Linked DNA regions of Mus musculus: regions 1 and 3 are each linked to region 2. A link is a contact called in public promoter capture Hi-C data. All regions are on one chromosome and are shown on one strand. The core of a region is the stretch at or near the end of the contact, and the rest is flanking DNA. Distances in the headings are between cores, read along the strand shown.

Evidence for each region. Promoter capture Hi-C pulls out the DNA fragments that hold promoters and counts their contacts.
Region 1: a promoter capture Hi-C map of liver shows a contact between it and region 2, with 3 times the contacts expected there. The contact joins the promoter of Fahd1 here to the promoter of Rab11fip3 in region 2. A contact is called at or near these places in 2 of 39 promoter capture datasets (both in liver).
Region 3: a contact with region 2 is called in a promoter capture Hi-C map of neural stem cells. The contact joins the promoter of Rps10 here to the promoter of Rab11fip3 in region 2.

What each region holds. Positions count from the first base shown.
Region 1 is chr17:24,848,589-24,852,655 of GRCm38.p6, forward strand. Fahd1 (fumarylacetoacetate hydrolase domain containing 1) reads right to left here and starts at 1,714. Exons shown (of 1, transcript NM_023480.3): 1 at 308-1,714. The coding sequence starts at 1,513. The coding sequence ends at 830. It overlaps Hagh (hydroxyacyl glutathione hydrolase), which reads left to right and starts at 1,902. Exons shown (of 9, transcript NM_024284.2): 1 at 1,902-2,080. The coding sequence starts at 2,005.
Region 2 is chr17:26,068,097-26,072,487 of GRCm38.p6, forward strand. It overlaps Rab11fip3 (RAB11 family interacting protein 3 (class II)), which reads right to left and starts at 1,422. Exons shown (of 14, transcript NM_001162868.2): 1 at 1-1,422. The coding sequence starts at 1,081.
Region 3 is chr17:27,632,862-27,636,939 of GRCm38.p6, forward strand. Rps10 (ribosomal protein S10) reads right to left here and starts at 2,383. Exons shown (of 6, transcript NM_025963.4): 1 at 2,343-2,383; 2 at 1,465-1,614; 3 at 1,211-1,382. The coding sequence starts at 1,614. Gm15420 (predicted gene 15420) reads left to right here and starts at 2,383. Exons shown (of 2, transcript NR_167724.1): 1 at 2,383-2,570; 2 at 3,709-4,007.

The DNA of each region.
Region 1 (4,067 bases), core at 464-2,963, 1.2 Mb before region 2:
AAAGGGACCAGCAGGCTCCTATGTACCCTCTCAGCAAAAGCCACTATCTAATTCTACAAGACTCCACTAGGCCCTGACAACTGTGCTGTGCATCCTGACAGGCATTTTATCAGGGAGGGGTGCAAGCATGAACACACACAGCATCTCCAGGCTTGTCAGTTCCCTAGGGCCTGTGTCTTTGAGGTGGAAGTATTGGTTTATGTGGTTAATAAGTTAAAGAGGCACAGTGCTCAGGAAACCAAAGGCCAAGGTCCTAAGTCCCAGAGGAAGAAGTGCTCCCCACCCTGGGAAAAGAAAGTGCTCTTTTCAGTCACACAGAAATGGTCTTTATTTGGAAAACAATTTCAAAATTATCTTCCAAACTCAGAAGCCACACCCAAAGTAAACAAGGCAGGGCTGCAGCAAGAGCTCACTTAACAAAATTCTTATCTGGCTTTGAGGTGGAGGACTTTCCCAAGTAAAAATCAACTGGAGTGCTCTGTACAAACAGCTTTCCTAAAGGCCAACAGCATTAATGAGTTACTTCCTTTGCACTTTTAAGTCTGGAGGTATAGACTTCAGAATGATTTATTGAAAAGTCTATTCAGTTCAGTTTTAGAAAAGAAAACTACAACTTCTCAAAGTTTAGTTTAACATTGCCCTCTTGGGAAGCATTCTATATCCTTTAGCTTCGTTGTTCCTGTTTCTATTTCAGTCCCAGGTCTTTTAGATCACGTTATTTTTTAAGGATTCATCTTTTTTGACATGTCTAGCATAATTTTTAGATTTTCATTATTAGTGTCATTTATTTCCCTTGCTTCTGTCTCCCTTCCCCTTTGGCACTCTACTCTCAGTATTCTGATCTTTTCACCTTGAACCTCATACTAACCACCCCATCTATGCCGGCCTCGATCTCATCGTTTTCTTTAATTGGCCCAACTCCCTTTGGAGTCCCGGTCAAGATAAGATCTCCTTCTTCCAAGGTTATTATCTTAGAAACATAGCTGATGATGTAGGGGATGGAAAAGATCATAGATGATGTTTTGCCCTCCTGCCTGAGCTCTCCGTTGACCTTGAGCCACAGTCTTAGGGCATGAGGGTCAGGAATCTTCTCCTTGGGCACGAAGGCACTGACCGGGCAGGAGGACGTAAAGCTCTTAGCCAGGGTCCACGGCAGCCCCTTCTTCTTGCACTCCTCCTGCACATCTCTGGCAGTCATGTCCAGGCACAGGGCATAGCCGGCCACGTAGTCCATGGCTGCAGCCTCCGGGATCGCTTCACCACGCTTGCCCAGAAGCACTCCCAACTCCACCTCGTGGTGGAGGTTGCGGCAGTAAGCGGGCATTAACACCGGTGAGCCCTCGGGAGCGTACGCGGTGGACGGCTTCAGGAAAAGCACAGGCTCACTCAGCACGGTGCTGCGCATCTCTTTGACGTGATCTGCATAGTTCCTCCCCACGCAGACGATATTCTTGCCCCACTCCCAGAAACGAGACAGCGGTTTGGTGGAAGCCATAGTACAGCTTTGGGTCATGTGACCACCGACTCCCCCGGACTACGGCGGCCTCCAGAGGACTGGCTTCGGACGCTGTCCAGGTCGGAGCGGCCCCGCCCTTCCTTGCGCAGCAGCGGGACGCTGAGGTCAGCGAAAGGTCTCTGCGTGCAGGCGACTGCCCCAGAGAGACGAGGAGGCTCACGCTCAGCCTCCTCCAACACCCACTTGCAGACCGAGTCTACAGGCCAAGGCTGCTAGGGCAGCTAGGGAACATTTTGGGGGGGGGGGGCAGGAGCTACTACTGATTGGCTAGGGGCGGCGCGGCGGTGCGAGACAGGCACTGGTTGGCTGTGAACTCTATGGGCGGTCACTGATGGATTGAGGGCGTGGCATTTTGGTAAAGAGCAGGAGTTGGTTGGTTGGGAGCAGTAGGAGGACGACACTGATTGGTTGCAGTCGCCAACGCCAGTGTTGATGCCCACGACGCTGGTGTTGCGGACTCCGCGACCCGGCTGTGCACCCCGTGGGTCATGGTGCTGGGTCGCGGGTCGCTGTGTCTCCGGAGCCTGTCAGCGCTGGGAGCCACCTGCGCGCGCCGTGGTCTGGGTAAGTGTGTCTAGGTACTGACGCGGCGCGGCCGGGTGCTGGAGGCCGGACGTCGGTTGGGCGAGCCCTTGCTGTTTCCAGGCGCAGGTGCTGAGCGCCGCCGGGCGGGCGAGAAGCGGGGCCGGGCGTGTTGAGGGCCTTGGAATAGGCATCTGGCGCTGGAGGGGTTCGTGGCCCGGGATCGAGGCAGAGGGCTGGCACCTGCTCCCTCCTGGCCAGAGTCCGACTCCAGTTTTGGGGTTGCGACTTTAGTTTTTAAGTCGGCTTTTCCTCTTAACGTCTGATGTGGCGACAGTGGGTTGCCAAAGCCCCGGAGCTGGCCAGCCTGAATTCAGCTAGCCGGGAACTTTGGAACAATCGTGATTGAAAGTCTATGAACCATCTTTATTAAGAAGTCCGCTCGTTGAGAACAGAAGTATGGGTCTCCATTTAAGGGATACCCCTTAGTGTCGCTGCTGAAGGCTGTTTAAGAGCTAGGCGATTTAAGAGCTAGGTACAATAACTACTGAGCAGCCGCTCAGCTTTTGGTGCCGCAGAAGCCCTCCTGGTGAGAAGAGGCAACTCTGAAACGTTTTTTGACGTTTGAGCAATATAAAACGTGTCTGTGGATTTGACCTCAATTCAAACAGAATGTCCCTAGTTGCAAACTAAGGAGCTGGGAGCGATGAATTCCTTCCATAGGAGTGATCGCATCTTCTTCAGAGCAGTCAGGCTCTCTTCCGACTAGAGTGGGTTGAGCACTGGTAATAACATGATCTTTATCCATGCAGGTTTGTTGTGTTTTACCAGGAAGTACATAAAAGGGCTCGTATTCACCTGTTTCTCACCCTCCGCTGTCCATCGGCGTGGATAGTGCTAGGGCTTAGGGGAATTCAAATATTACAGAAACCTGATCTTATAGAAATGCTTATTTTGCTGAACATGAGAAGGGGTCTGGAAAGTGCCCAGCTGTTGTGCCAAAAAAGGAGAAATGGGGAGCAGGGTTGTGACAGAGCACTTCCCTAGAATGCTTAAAGCCCCAGCACCACAAATTCAGACAAAAGTACAGTGGAGTCCCTTGGTCATTTGCTGCCTCCTTGGCCCACTCCAAGACAATCCTTCGGTGATAAGTTCTCTGCCCCTCATGCTTGAGTCCCAAGCAGCAGTTTCTTCTTTTCAGGAGCTTGCACTGTGTGTTTTCCATTATGCTGGCCATAGCTGAGAAAATACTGTTCTCTCCTTGGGCTGGAGGCCTGAGAAGGGCTGAAAGCTTAGAGGATTTAAGTCCATTAGTGCAGACGCCATGACTGGAGAGTGAGCGGCCATGCTCTGGTGCCTTGTCCTGCCATCTTTAGGCCTGAGTCACACCACAGGCAGGTAACACAGCCTGTATGAACTCTTAAGAAGAAATACCAAGCTCTCAAGTCTAGGGTGAGGTGTAGATCTTTCGAGTTGCGAGTAGGAGCCCCTGGGGTTCTGTCCCTTCCCCTGCCAAAAAAAAAAAAAAAAAAAAAAAAAAAGAAAAAAAGAAAAAGAAAAAGAAAAGAAAGAAAGAGATGGAGACAGAAGGAGTCCTGACTTGAAAGCCAGCCTGGACTACACAGTGATTTTGGTCTAGAAAGGGATACAGAGCAAGATCTATTAAAAAAAAATCAACCAATCAGGCTGGAGAGATGGCTCAGCGGCTGAGAGCACTGACTGCTCTTCCAGAGGTCCTGAGTTCGATTCCCAGCAACCACAAGGTGGCTCACAACCATCAGTAATGGGATAAAGGGCACTCTTCTGGTGTGTCTGAAGACAGCTACAGTGTACTTATATACATAAAAATAAATAAACAAACCTAAAAAAATCAATCAATCAAGCCCCAAACCTAAAAAGTACCCCCCCAAAAAACCCCAAAATAACAATTCTGTACCTGGGAGAGGCTGACTTACGTGGTCTCTGCTTTCCTGAAGGATGTAGTGAAAGGATATTCCCTCGCCGGAACTTCAGAAAGCCAGCTGTTGAG
Region 2 (4,391 bases), core at 172-2,671:
AACAACAGTGAAGTGCATCGGCCTCCTCTGGTTCCTTGACCAAGAGGCACGGTGCATCGGGTACCCCCTGCCACAGGTGAGAGACATCAGGCTCCTCTGGCTCCTTGGCCGAGAGGCACCCTGTGTCCGCCTCCTGAGGACAGCTGTGAGAGGCATCAGGCTCTTCTAGCTCCTTGGCCAACAAACACGGTGCCTCTGACTCCTGGGGCCAGCAGTGAAGGGCGTCAGGCTCTTCCAGCTCCTCCGTCAAGAGGCACGGTGCGTCGGATTCCTCCCACTTTTTGGCCAAGAGACAGGGCACGTCGGGCTCCTGGGGCCAGCAGCGAGGGGCGTCGGGTTCCTCCAGCTCTTTGGCTAAGTGGCACGGTGCGTCTGGTTCCTCCAGCTCCTTAGCCAAGTGACAGGATTCGTCGGGCTCCTGGGGCCAGCAGCGAGGGGAGTCGAGGTCCTCCAGTTCCTTGGCCAAGTGGCACGGTGCGTCTGGCCCTTGAAGCCAGCAGCGAAGGGCATCAGGTTCCTCCACCTCCTTGAGCAAGTGACAGAATGCGTCTGGTTCCTGGGGCCAGCAGCGAGGGGCGTCGGGTTCCTCTAGCTCCTTGGCCAAGTGGCACGGCACGTCGGGCTCCTGGGGCCAGCACCGAGGGATGTTGGGTTCCTCTAGCTCTTTGGCCAAGTAGCACGGTGTGTCGGGCTCCTGGGGCAGGCAGCGAGGGGCGTCGGGTTCCTCCAACTCCTTGGCCAAGTGGCACGGTGTGTCTGGCTCCTGGGGCCAGCAGCGAGGGGAGTCGGATTCCTCCAGCTCCTCTGCCAAGTGACAGGATTCATCGGGCTCCTGGGACGAGCAGCGAGGGGCATTGGGCTCTTTGGCCCAGCGACTAGGAGCGTGAGGCTCCTCTACCTCCTCGGGCCAGCAGATTGGCGCGTTGGGTCCCTCTGGCCACCGTTGAAGCTGGGCGTGTTCCTCGGGCTCTTCTGACCAGCCGCGAGGAGCGTCGGGCCCCACCAGCCCCATGACCCCACGCTGGGGCCCAGACGCTGGCTGGTCGTGGTCTGACAGGGAGGTCGGCTGGCACAGCTCCATGATCCGGCGCCGGCTAAACTAGGGATGATACGAAAGGCGCGGAAGGCAGACAAAGGCGCTCAGGGCGCGGCGGCGGGCGCGGGCATCCCCGCGGCGACGCGGGCGGGCGCGCGCGGGGCGCCCGGACTGCTGAGGCTGGCGCTCGGGCCCTGCTCCGCCCTCGCCCATCTTCGCACCGCACCTTAGCGGCTCCCGGCCCCGCAGCGCGGCTGGCGCGGGCCCATGGCAGCGGCACAGTCCGGATGATGTAAGGACCCAGTGGCGGGGAGTGGACGGTGGGAGACAGGCACCGGCCGGGCAGCGGAGGATGAAGCCAGAGCGCCTGAGCTTAGGAACCCAGTGAGGGACGCCGGCGCCGGCGCCGGCCCGCCCTCCGTCGCGCGTGACGTCAGCACGCCGTGTAACCTGATCACGCCCCCATGGATTGCTATAAAGGTGAGTTCGAAGAGGGCACAGCTTAGGGGCGACGGTGCTCTGCCCAATTCGAGTTTTCCGTACGATTTGCGCGAGTGGGATGAGTGAAGTGTTCTGTCGCAGGAAGAGGCGCCCGAGAATAGGTTTTGGAAAACTATTGCTGAACGGGAACAAAACATTCGCATATCCCAAAAGAAGCCGCTAGTCCCTTCTGTGTGACTCCTTCACAAACTGGTGGTACAAACCAGAATATTAATTGGCAGCAAGTAGGAGCGAAGGAGCGCTCGAATTGCCCCACCAGGTAAGGAATTATCCAAAGTCTCTCACACAAGGACAGGATCTAAGGGGCTCACACATTCATCCACAGGAGCGCACAGTAAAATAAAGAGGCACAGATGTTGTTTTACTTTGATATGTTGTTTGGTATCTTTTTGAAACAGGAACTTGTGCAGCCCACGCTACCTTTAACTCCTAATCCTGCCGCCATGGATTGTAGACTGGCCCAAACAACCCTGCTCTGAACATGTTTTTAAATTACATAAACAGCGCTTATCTCTTTATTGCTAACTAATGCCGTTATCATCATCAAAGGGTCGTGCTCAGAGATGCGGAGCAGTTGACTAAGCCAGTTGGAAGCAATGAGGTGCATCTAGTCAAGAACTAAATTTAGCCATTTAGCCAGGGGAAACTATGAACCAATTGTACACTCGTGGGCACCATGGACAAGTATGGTTTCATAAGCAGTTTTGGCAAAAGCTGAAAACTGAACTCCGTTTCCAGGTGTACAGCCAGCTAATCTACTGAGTCATCCCCAAGCAAAACTCCCAGCATATTATAGGAGACTTCCAGCAGCTGGGAAAAAGGAAGGTGATGTGCTCCCTCCCTAAAATGTAGTCCTATTTTCCTGTAAGAACTGAATGCTTTTGTGAGGAATATATATATTGAAAGAATAAAGTCCCCTCTATCTAATGCAAGGACTGGAAATTCCCTTTGACTGACAAACATTCTCACATGCAGTTCCAGTGAGTGCCAACCTTTCTATTTAGTGTGTCATGGTAAGTATCCACCTGTCCTTTGGTGTTCTCAGTCAAGATCAGTTTTCTGAGGAGCCAGGTGTTCCTGTTGTGTGCCAAAACTAAGAAAAATATTTATGACTTCCAGCATTTGTGTGCCCAAATAGAACCAGTGTGTAGAGAATGCACACCTCCTGGCTCAGACCAAGCAATGGGGCTGCAGATGAAAGGTTATAAGGAGTCAGGCGATGGGCTGGTGAGATGGCTCAGCACTAGCTGCTCTTCCAAAGGTCCTGAGTTCAAATCCCAGCAATCATATGGTAGCTCACAACCACCCATAATGAGATCTGACTCACTCTGAAGACAGCTACAGTGTACTTATGTATAGTGATAAATTAAATCTTTGGGCCGGAGCCAGCAGGGACTGAGTGAGCAGAGTTGACCAGAGCAAGCAGGGTTGACCAGAGTGAGCAGAGGTCCTAAAAATTCAACCCCAACAACCACATGAAGGCTCACAACCATCTGTACAGCTACAGTGTATTCATATACATAAAATAAATAAATCTTTTTAAAAAAAACTTGAAAAAAAAAAAGAGCCAGTCGAGATGAGGAAGGTGGCTCAGTCAACAAAGTGACCGTCCTGAAATCATGAGGACCTGAGTTCAGATTCCGGCACCCATCTTAAAAGCTGAGAATGTACCTATAATCCCAGCACTAAGGAGGCAGATGCTCACCAGCCAACCCAACTGTCCCAATAAGAAGGAGGAGGAGGAGGGAGAGAGGGAAGAGGAGAAGGAAGAAGAAGAGGTGGAAGAAGAGGAGGCTGGAGAGATGACTCAGTAGTTAAAAGCCCTGTTTTCTTCCTGAGAACCCAGGTTCAGTTCCAAGCACCCACATAGAAGCTCACAACCATGTGTAACCCCAAGTGCTACTCAGATACCAGGTACGGACGTGGTACACAGATATACATGGAGCCAAACATACACATAGATTATTTTTAGCCAGGCGTGGTGGCACATGCCTTTAATCCCAGCACTTGGGAGGCAGAGGCAGGTGGATTTCTGAGTTTGAGGCCAGCCTGGTCTACAAAGTGAGTTCCAGGACAGCCAGGGCTAAACAGAGAAACCCTGTCTCGAAAAACCAAAAAAAAAAAAAAAAAAAATTTAATGTTTAAAATTAAACAAAAAAAAAATTAAGCTAGGAGCAGGGGCTCAGTAGTTAAGAGCAGCTGCACTGCAAGCATAAGAACCAAGTTCAAATCTTGCACCCTCCTGTAACTCCAGCTCTCAAAGGTGTAGAGACAAGACAGCCACTGGGGTGAGACGCCTGTCAGCCACAAGCATAAGGACCAAGTTCAAATCCTGTGCCCTCCTGTAACTCTGACTGCTTGCTCTTCCAGAGGTCCTGAGTTCAATTCTCAGCAACCACATGGTGGCCCACAACCATCTGTAATGAGATTTGATGCCCTCTTCTAGTGTGTCTGAAGAGAGCTACAGTGTACTCATATAAATGAAATAAGTAAATCGTTTAAAAAATATATGTCACTTTCTGACCCCCACAAACAAGGTACACATAGCTTCACACACATGAGACTGAAGCAGAATTGACATCCATCCCAGGCCAGGTGCAGAATCAAGACAAAGAAGGAAAAGAGAAGCAGCAGCTACTTTTGCCTGAAAAAGCATTGACTCCTTATTCAGACCAGCAAGATTGAAGATTGAAGGCAGAAAGAAAAGGCATTGCTCTGCCCTTGCATGGGGAGGCCACACCCCGGAGCAGAGGCAATCATGGGAGAACTAGAGCGCTCCCCTGGTGTGCTGTCAGCCTGCATAACCACCTCTCTGAACCAGAACTGTCCCATGACCTATCAGACCACACCTCGA
Region 3 (4,078 bases), core at 1,133-3,632, 1.6 Mb after region 2:
TTAGAGGGGATCTGGCTCTATAGCCTAGCCTGCCCCTGCTTCCTGAGCGGGAGGTAGGATTAACATTTTTACCTGGAAGGTTGGGTGGGTTGGCACACACCTTTAATCTCAGCACTCAGGAAGCAGGGGCAGGCAGATCTGAGTTAAGGCCAACCTGATCTGATTTAGGACAATCAGAGAAACCCTGTCTCAAAGTGCCCAAATTATTGCCACAAATTTCTAATTTTTATTTTTTGGTTTGACTTTATGTGACTCACAAAATATCACTGTATAGTCAGTCCTAGCTGTCCTGAAACTCAACAGCGCCTCTGCCTCCCAAGTGCTGGGATCAAAGGTATGCACCACCACGGGCTCCTTAACGAACTTGGTTTCACCCAGGGTATTCATTCAGCAGAGACACAGACCCCCTAACTGCTAGGATCCCTTAGGTGTGCTCTGCACAACTTCCTGGGCTAAGCACTCTCCAGGAAAACCCAACTGTGTTCAGGAATATTTTTACCCCATCACTTCAGCCTGTAGATACTACATTAGTTCAAGGGACTGCAGGCCAGCAGTGATCTCAGGAACCAGGGACGTTCCAGACACCCCCCCCCCAAGCATACCCTCAGGTCATGCTTATACACAGCTGGCTTCTCCCTCCTCCTCCTCCTCACTTCTGTTCCCCTGGCCAAGTAAATACACAAAACCACTCTGCTTGACAGTGCTCTGCCACACCACCGGGTCACACTCAGGCATTGGGGGAGGCTGTAGCCATGAAAACTGTTCAAATTCAAGGCCATCTCACAGAATTCTGGGATATCACCTGAGATCTTGCCCTGACACCACTGTGCTCTAAGAACATGCCTAAGCAGCCGGGCGTGGTGGCACACGCCGTTAATCCCAGCACTAGGGAGGCAGAGGCAGGAGGATTTCTGAGTTCGAAGCCAGCCTGATCTACAGAGTGCGTTCCAGGACAGCCAGGGCTACACAGAGAAACCCTGTCTTGAAAAACCAGAAAAAAAAAAGTCTAAGCTGTGAGAGGTAGAACACACCTGTGACCTCCAACCCTCAGGCTGAGATGGGATCAGAGATTGTTTAAAGTTCCCAGCTATATAAGGACCTCAAGGCCCCTCTGGGTTTCATGAGACCCTATCTCAAAAGCAATTGTGCAACCAATACACCCCCAAAAAACGGTTTCTGAGGCGGCCCTTGGGGCAATCAGAATCAGTACCTTTGGGCCGAGGCCTGCCGGTCTCGGGACGGCTGCGACGCAGGGTGGCGGGCACGATCTCCGGGGGTAGGTGCAGGTAGTCTCGGAGATACTGGATGCCCTCGTTCGTAAGGTACCAGTAGAAATGTCTCCAAGCAAACTGTTCCTTCACGTAGCCTCGAGACTTGAGAGACTGCAGGACATAGACACATGTCAGTCAGCAGCTGGCTCCTCGGGAAGGGCAGACCTATTCCCACCTGTGTCCCTCTCCACACCTGCATGGCCTTCATTACATGAAGGTTGGGCACATTTTTGTCTGCCAGCTCCGGGTGCTTAGGCATGTGGACATCCTTTTTGGCGACCATCACGCCCTCCTTAAAAAGGAGTTCGTAGATGGCAATCCGATTCTTCTTAGGCATCAACATCTGCAAAAAAGACGTGACGGTTTAGCATCATGGCCAGAATCCAAATCACCACTGTCACAGGGTGAAAACGCCAGACAGGCACCATAGGGACCAGGTCCCTCCACCTCCACAGTTTGGAGGAAAGCTACCAGGAAGTTAATGCAATAGGGTCACAAAAGGCACCCATGTATCTGCTGTCACGGCTCTCACAGCCAAGTGACTGGGGGTGGGAGGTAGACACAGAACCTTGTCAACCATACTTGGGGGCCATCAGAACCAGAGGTCGTACCTAGAGCAAAATCGGGGGACTCCTTAAAGAATACAAGGAGGGGCCAGAGAAAGGGCTCCACTTCCTGCGCAGAGGGAGCACTAAAGTAACGGGCTCGGTGCTCCCCTGAAAAGTCCTCCCCAAAGGTAACGCAGAGACCGGAGGGTAGCAGGGAGGAGAGAGGGGGTCTGCCGCGAAAGGGACGCACGCAGGCGGGAGCCGAACCCCTGGCCCGGGCGCTTCCCGCCACACGTGGCCTTCAAACTCCTCTCCTCCACCCGCCGCCATCGGGACGCCGGTCTTCTTCAGTCGACTCTGAGTCGCAGAGCTGCGTCCCCCCACAAAAGCCCTCTGGGCACGGCGCGGCGAGCGGCTGGAAGGGCGAGTACGGCCTTCGCCTCCCCCGGAGGACGCGGGCCCTCAACGGCAGCGCTGCGGCCCGGATGGCGACAGATGGAGCCCGGACGCCGGAGGAACTCACCGCGGCGGCTGCAGGGTCCGAGGCGGAGGCTGGAAAGGAAGGGGCGTGCGCGGCGCAGCGTCTCTTCCGGGCTGCGCGGCTCCGCCTCCCTGCAGGACCCGCGCGCTGCCTGGGGTGCCCTCGGCAGTGCCTGAGGAGTGGGGACGGTGCTAGGACGCATGTGCGAGCCATCCCGCTACGCTTCCCGCCCCCTCCTCCACCCCGCCCCCACCTGGAGATTGCTAGCCCGTGAGTTGTGTCCGGAGCTGGGGTGCAGGCGCTTGGTGCAGAGAGGCCGGTCCGCATTGCCCGGTGGGGATGGAGGCGGAGGGCTAAGAGTTCAGGGATAGATTAGGCCAGCCTGAGCTACCTGAGACCTTGTCCCGGAAGGACAAAAAAAAAAAAAAAAAAAAAAAAAAAAAGCATACATGGCTGGTACACTTTTTACACATTCCAGACTCATTCGCAGGAAGAAACTGACATCCCCATTAACCCTGCTTATACTGGAGTAAATTTTACTTACGCTTCGTAAAGCCTCTCAAATAAGAAATGTTAGTCATGCTGGGCGTGGTGGCGCACGCCTTTGATCCCAGCACTCGGGAGGCAGAGGCAGGCGGATTTCAGAGGCCAGCCTGGTCCCCAAAGTGAGTTCCAGGACAGCCAGGGCTACACAGAGAAACCCTGCCTCGAAAAACAAACAAACAAAAAAAGAAATGTTAGTCATCAGGCAGGGTAGCGTCCAGGCGAGACACATCCAAGTAAGACCCTCCCTAAAAAAAAAAAAAAATAATAATAATAATAATAATAATAAATAATAGTAATTAATTTAAAAGGCAAGGCATGATGTGCAGTACGGATGCAGAGGCAAGCAGATCTCCCTGAGTTCAAGCCCAGCCTGGTGTAAACAGCGAGTTCCAGGCCAGCTAGAGGCACAGTCTCAAAACAAAACCAGCCATGCCCAAAGAAATGCACCCCACCTTGTTGATTTTAATTTCTAGTTCTCCTTTACCTGTCTGACTAAACGGTTTCTTTATTGTGTGTGTTCGCTTATTGCAGACAAGGTTTTGTTCTTGCCTCTGCCTCACAAATGCTGGCATTGCAGGCGTGCACCACCATGCCTGGTTGATGAGCTGTCTTCTCAACACCCCGGCCACAAGCACGAAGCCAGCATCAAATTAACTGACCATGCGTGGTGGCAGCACCGGAGGAGGTGAAGGACTGCCTCACCTCTGGTTGGGAGGACAGCTCCTGAAAATACTCCTTACAGACAATTTGTATTGTGTTGACATTTACTGTCTGTCAATCAACACGAAAGCCAAGGGGAGGAATTTTTCTCCCCTCCCCCGCCCCCATGCTGCTTTAACTTCTGTCTTTCCACCCACCGCAGGTCTACAGTTGTCTGATGGGGGACTGAGATGGGCTGCCACAGTCTGGTCCTGCTCTGTAGCCTGGGCTGCGGTCAATCTTGAGATCTCCCAGCCACAGCCTCAAGTGCTGAGAAACCAGGTGCGGCTGTAAGCATCTAAAACAAGATAGTTCCAGGCGGAGTCTCTGACTGGCCGGCTGGAGATGAGGCTGGGCTGGAACTCCTAGCTACCCTCTGCTTCTGCCTCCCACGCTGCTGTTAACTAATGGGCCCTCCAGTTAGCTCATCCCAGGAAATCCATAAAAGCCTTTTGTTCCTGAGGACTCTGCTCTCCTTTGTGACCTTTGCCGGCTCCATCTGAATCTTTCCCGACAACTGTGCTCCCCAACCC